Regions from separate parts of the Gossypium hirsutum genome. Here region 2 is linked to region 1. A link is a contact called in public Hi-C data. All regions are on one chromosome and are shown on one strand. The core of a region is the stretch at or near the end of the contact, and the rest is flanking DNA. Distances in the headings are between cores, read along the strand shown. Region 1 holds the start of LOC107922163 (phosphoglucomutase, cytoplasmic). Region 2 holds the start of LOC121213665 (myosin-binding protein 2).

Region 1 (3,070 bases), core at 238-2,737:
TATAGACTGCAATTTGCATTTTGTAGCACCAGACGAAATAAAAATCACTAAAATTAATATTCTTAAAATTTTGAAATTATCCCTAATACACAACCAATATAACCAAACTTTTAAATACAGAAAAGATCACAGTCCATCATAGCATCAACTTTTAGCGAGATCAGCAAGGAATATGTATACACGATAAAAGAGATATTCATTCCTTTTATCTTTGAAACCCTTCTCTTCAACTAAATAACAATACTAGATAAGTTGTTCTTTAAGTATAACAAATGAATTCCATATATTGCAAAAAACTGTTACATTTATTGCAAAAATTTTTGAACTCAAACAAAGCAAGAGAAATACAAAAATAAATAACTGGTTTGCCAATTAAAGTGAAAAAATAAAAGAAAATCAAATACTACACCTCGTTTAATTTTTCTAACGTGGTTAGAGCATTTGTTTCCTGCTTAGGTTTCCTGAACAGTCGATTAAACATGATGAACTCTTTGAGATCAAAATCCCCGATCACCTGTTCAACAACAATCACCAAAACGATAAGATCAGATCAAAACAAACATAATAAAACAATCAATAAATCACTCATAACAGGAAATTGAAACAAAAGAATCAATAAAAAGTAAAGAATATTACAAAAAAGGGGGAAATGTTCTAACCTGTAAAACTTGAGATTTTAGAGATTTGAGGGATTTACTATTGATTTACTAGTCACATCTAACTCTTAACGACAAACTGGGCATCTTTTATGTGATTCAAGCCAATGATCAATGCATTCTTGGTGGAAAACATGGCAACAAATAGTTAAAAATCGAAGCATGTCACCGTCACTAAACTCAGCAATAAAGAGCGGCCTTCTCTTAAGTACATGATTAAAATGTAAAGCTCGAAAATTTCAATTGAAATGAAAACTAAAGTGAAGAAGAATCGAAGCATGTTACCTTGAACTTGTTGATTTGAAGGGTTTGGGTCGGAAGTTGCAGAAGAATCGAACTGAAGAGAACAACAACGCCACCTAGTAAAATGATTAAATTTTGGTCAAATTCTGCTAGAGTTGTAGAGGTGGAGTCATGGAGGACCGAACACTGAAGGTGAGATGGTGGATCGGTGGAGGTGAGTTTTCGATTTGGGGGAAAAAAAGGGCGGAGGGAAGGGATTAGGGATTTGTATCTGAAGTCTAAACGGGGTCAGGAAAATAAGGAGGGGAAATGGGAAATGTAAAATGTAAATGTAATAATAAATTAAAAAATATATATTTAATATATTTTCGGGCCGAACCGGGCCAAAAAAATTTTGTCCGAGGTCCAGCCTGTTTTTTAAACGGGTTTTTTTTTCTACCCAAACCCATATTTTGGGCCTATATTTTTACCTAAATCCTCCTAAATTTTAGGTGGGCTATCGGGCTGAGCCGGGCCGGGCCGCCCGGCCCATGAGCAGCTCTATTGTGGAGTAAAAAAGTTTGAAGTAGATCTCCTTTATTCATCCCAAACAAGGGAGAATACGTGAGGTTTCAAATCGCCCCCTGTCTAATCTCATCCTGGCCTCAATCTTCACCGTTCGCGTTTCTTTCACTTCATATCAAAAAAGAAAAAGAAACAATATATTATTAAAAAGAAGGTAATACGGGTCACTTCCTCACTTTGCCAGCTTATTCTCAAAACTAACGCATTTCAATTTGATCTCCCCAACGAGTGAGCTCTCTCTCTCTCTCTTTTCATTTTTTTTAATATTTACATATTTATTTATCAAGAGTTAAGAGATTCGCATTGATTGAATTGTGTTGCATGGCAGTCGTAGAAAGCAAAGAAATGGTGTTCAAGGTTTCCAAAGTCTCGACGACGCCGATCGACGGCCAGAAGCCTGGAACTTCTGGCCTCCGTAAGAAGGTTCCTTTTGCTTCTTAATCGTCCTTCTTCATTTCCTTCTTCATTTCCTTTACTTTGATCGTTATACGATATCTCGATCTTCTGTTATATCACTCCAATTTAATTTTAGATCAATTTAATCCGTTTGATTGATGCCTGCTGCAAGGTCTTCTCGTTGAATTAGATGATCTCGTAAACTATATATTGAACTTCATTTTCATAGATTAAGATTTACTTCTATAACATGTAACCGAAGAGAGACATGGATATTATCATTTTCGGTGCTGATCTATTTGCTATTTGAAGTTTTAACTTAATTATGATCTATTTTCCTTTTCTTTTCTATTCTGGATCTGAATCAAGTTCATTCATTATTTAAATTTAGTTCTTTGTTTTTTTTTTTTTTTGAGGTAAAATTTTAATGCTTGATTCCATTTCAGCTCATAGTTTCTCATGAATCTAATAACTATATTTATATGGTTTCTGGTGGTTTGTTTTATATTTAGATCGTATTTCTATATTTAAATGATTATATAATTCCTAATTGTTGATGTTTTGGATGCCTGTTGCCCGTTATGGGTTTTAATTTTTAATACTCTGGAACTGATGCTAAAAAATTAATACTACTTAATAGTTCTTCAGGTCTTACTTATATTGTTTGACCAGTATTCTGTACAGTGTTCTTACGCATGATAGGTAATTAGATTAATAGTTTCCTTCATTGTCGAAGTCCATTTTTTACATGTTGCTAAAATCCGTGTCAAAGTTCAGGTTATTTGCAACTTGAGTGATATGGAACATAAACAGTTTTCTATATTTTCTTACAATATGCCTCTGCATATTGATTTACATGTTTTTCTTTTAATTGTATACTGTGGTGTTTTGACCTGTCCAGGTGAAAGTTTTCATTCAGCCTCATTATTTGCAAAATTTCGTTCAGTCAACATTCAATGCCCTTACACCAGAAAAAGTTAGAGGTAAGGGTTTTTGTTGATGCTATGCCTTTTTGTATGCTAAATGTACTTGGTAATTTTTACTTTTTAATATTTAGAGGCATAATGTGGCTCTTTAACTATGCTCTTAAAATCTTGGAACTAAGGATTCACTTTACGTACATCCATTTATGTGAGGCTTGCTTAGATTGTGTGCTTTGTTATATTAGGGAAACTCTTATGAAAAGGATGTATCTGCCCTAATTGTACTTG
Region 2 (3,383 bases), core at 784-3,283, 260 kb before region 1:
AGGGATCTCCTTGTGTGCATTCATATAAATGTTGTATTTGAATATCTTCAATTGTTTCATTAAACTGCACAACATCTGTCCCTATTGATATTGCTGAAGACATTGCAAAAAACTTTAGTCTTTAATAGTTCAATAATAGGCATTTGGTAAAAATTTATATCAAATTGGATTAAGCAAGTACCTTGATTAACATCTAAATCGATTTCCTCTTCTCTTGTTGTGGCATTTGGTTGAACATCATCAGCTTCATTCAAGGAGGGCATATTTGCTTGAGTGGTAGCAACATGTTGATCATCTTCCTTCTCCATCAAATCTAGCTCCACTGCAGGAGTTGAAAAGCCCTCCTTGCCATTAGGCTCCATTGGTTCATCCACTGCATCAATGGTTTCCTCTTCACTCACATGGGGTGAAAGGGGTGTCACTTTCTCCGCTGAACTGCAACCATTCTCCACAACCAACTCCACTCGTGTCCCAGGTTGCTGCAAATCAAAGTCCAAAATAACATCTCCAGTACCAGCAACGTCTTCATCTTCCTCTGTGAACTCGTATATTTTTTGGCTTCTCATAGCAGTAGAATCCATCAATTCAACTGGAATCAAATGGCAGTCATCCCCCCCGATATAAAACTCCAGATGCTTGTTCAGAATTTCAGGAGACTCCTCTTTGGCACAAGTGACTTGAGTTAACCCCTGGTCAGCCATTGACACAGTTAAGTCTCCTTCATCCACTGAAGATTGATCTTTCTCTATAACCACATCGTCTTCATCTCCATTAGCAGCCACTTGGTTGCAATCAAAACTAGAAACAAAATATGAAAACTCCTCTTTTTCCACTTCCCTTGGTTCAATACCTTCATCATCAGAAATGATGCCAACTCTCTTGTTTTCTTCAATCATCTGTTCATCTTTATGATCACCAGCCACAAAATCTGATCTGATTCCATCTGAAGCATTACCCTCATCTGCAATAATACCCTCAACTTTTTCTCCACCTTCAGTGATTAAATTTCCTTCCTGGGGATAATCCAAAACCTCCCAGGAAGGTTTAATCATGAAACAAGGAAGATTCCACTTTTTCTCCACCATGACACCACAACAAGAACACTTGAAATCCTCATCGCCGTTTTCCATCACTTCATCATCACCATTCTCCGACGGCGACGAGGACAAGCAATCCTCACACATATCTCGAGATTCAGAGAGTTTCCGATGATTTGAACAAAAACCCAATTTAGAAATCTCATTGGCATGATCATCACACACAAGATCTCTATATGATTTGTACTTTGATGGCTCAAAGATATGATCAAGCCTAGAACACCAAAGGCAGGGCCTTTTAAGACCAAAGTAATCAGCAAACTTGATGATCAGATAAGAAAACAGTGAATTCAAAAGGAGGAGAACGATCAGAATCCATTCTAGTAAGACGTAGACAAGAATAAGAGTGATCCTATTAGTGTTTTTATGCAACATGGTAGCAAATTTGTTGGCAGCCATTAATGATGCTCTGTGTTTTCTGCTATGTACAGAGAGGAGAAAAGGGACAAAACAGAAACAAAAAAAAAAAAAGAGAAGAAGTTGTTAGATAAGAAGAAGACGAAAGAGCTTAAGATAAAAAGAGTTATGGAGAATGAAAAAGAAGTGACATTGAAATGGTTTTTCAATAAGGGAGAGAAGAATCGGAAAGTCTAAAGAAATGGGTATTATATTTTTTCAGACTTGGAAATCATAAAAGGCGGTTTTGAATAGGAAAGTGACAGCCAAAGAAGACTGAAACCCTGAGGAAAATCAACCCATAGAAATCATTTTCCACAAAAACAAAAATAAAAACTAAAAAACATTGAAAAAGGTTTGAGTCAGAGTAAATAAAGGAATTTATTTTCCTTGGTTGTTTTTTTGACAGAATTAAGCAACTATTGGGATCTTAAACAACTAAACTGATATTTGTTTTAAGTGATAAATTTTCATTTAGCTTAAGCTTAAGGTTGATGCCAATGGATTAATGGAAGGGGTAGAGGTAGCCAGCTATGGCAGCCCCCACCCTTACAGTCCCTCCAGTCTGGTGTTGTTTTGTTTGGGACAAAGAAAATGGGAGGCCCCACCAACCTTACCAATGGGTTGGTGGAGACCACTCTCAAAGTTAAAAGTGGGCTCCATTTAGGACAGGTTGCTGCTGCTTCATGTTCTTCCTGCTCCTTTTAACTCTGTTTTTCGTGGACACTATTTATCCTTTTTATCTCTGCCATACTATTCCTTTGTGTGAGAAAAGAAATGGACTCTTGAATTTCAGTTTCTAGCTTTGGATTCCTTAAACTTGCTCTTCTTTTCTTTTATTTTCTTTTCTTTTTTTCTTCAAAATTTACAAGTATATTTACCTATACTGCTATATACTAGATATTTTATCAACTACAGATAGATGAATAATAAAAGTAAAATGCATAAAAATATTAAAATAAAGTTTTAATTAAATGGTAAATTAAAATTTTATTAATATATTTAGTATGTATAATTTTATTGGATTTCTTAAAAATAAAAACACTAAATTAGCTTACAACCTATAATGAAATTAAGTTATTTTGATTCTCAACCTATTATTGTTCACATTCTCAAATAGTTTAAGGATATAATAATATACCTATAATCTTATTACCATGTATTCTTAAATTATAGGCGTAAACTTAAATTTTGAATCAACTTACTATTTATTTTTATTATTTTGATCAATTTAATATTTTTATTTTCAAATAAAATTTTATTCTAACTAAAAAAAAACTCTAACCCTCAAAAAGAAAATCTCTTTTTGTTAACAGTAAATTTCATAAATTATTATAATTATAATTTATAATTTTTTTCAACATTATATATTTACTTATTAGCAAACAATTTGTAATAAAAATAAGAATTAGAATAATTTAACATAATCTTATGAAAATTGAGATTAAAATATAATAAAAAAAACTAAATTTATTTGTATAACAAAAAGAATTTAATAAAATATGCTTTTAAATAACCTTATATGTCTATAAAGAAATATTTGAATATTATTTTCCATCTAAATACATTAAAGAAAGTAGTGTAATATATTCAACATTTGATCCTATGTATAATTTCTTTTTTACGAATGCCAACTAAATTTTACAATATAATTTTGTTTACCTAAAGGTTATTGCACTTAAAAGAATAAGAGAAATATTATCCAAACTCTAACTGATCATTTAATTTAACGATTGAGGAATGTATTTTTATGTTAAGAAATATCGAAAAGAGAAATAGTAATAGTAATTATAGTAATAAAAATCATGTGATTTATTTGTAGATTATTTTATTCTCAATTTCAGTTACCGTAATACGAATTTTAGAAACTTCCAATATAGATAAGAAAAT

What was found. Hi-C and Micro-C count contacts between places; a contact is called where the count stands out from the background.
Region 2: a contact with region 1 is called in a Hi-C map of leaf, with 4 times the contacts expected there. The contact joins the promoter of LOC121213665 here to the promoter of LOC107922163 in region 1. A contact is called at or near these places in 7 of 34 Hi-C or Micro-C datasets (callus, hypocotyl and leaf).

The regions. Positions count from the first base shown.
Region 1 is chrD01:45,976,193-45,979,262 of Gossypium_hirsutum_v2.1, reverse strand. LOC107922163 (phosphoglucomutase, cytoplasmic) reads left to right here and starts at 1,487. Exons shown (of 18, transcript XM_016852050.2): 1 at 1,487-1,691; 2 at 1,792-1,886; 3 at 2,761-2,842. The coding sequence starts at 1,809. LOC107922164 (a long non-coding RNA gene) reads right to left here and starts at 1,391. Exons shown (of 2, transcript XR_001691195.2): 1 at 660-1,391; 2 at 176-514.
Region 2 is chrD01:46,240,056-46,243,438 of Gossypium_hirsutum_v2.1, reverse strand. LOC121213665 (myosin-binding protein 2) reads right to left here and starts at 2,033. Exons shown (of 4, transcript XM_041086545.1): 1 at 182-2,033; 2 at 1-93. The coding sequence starts at 1,496.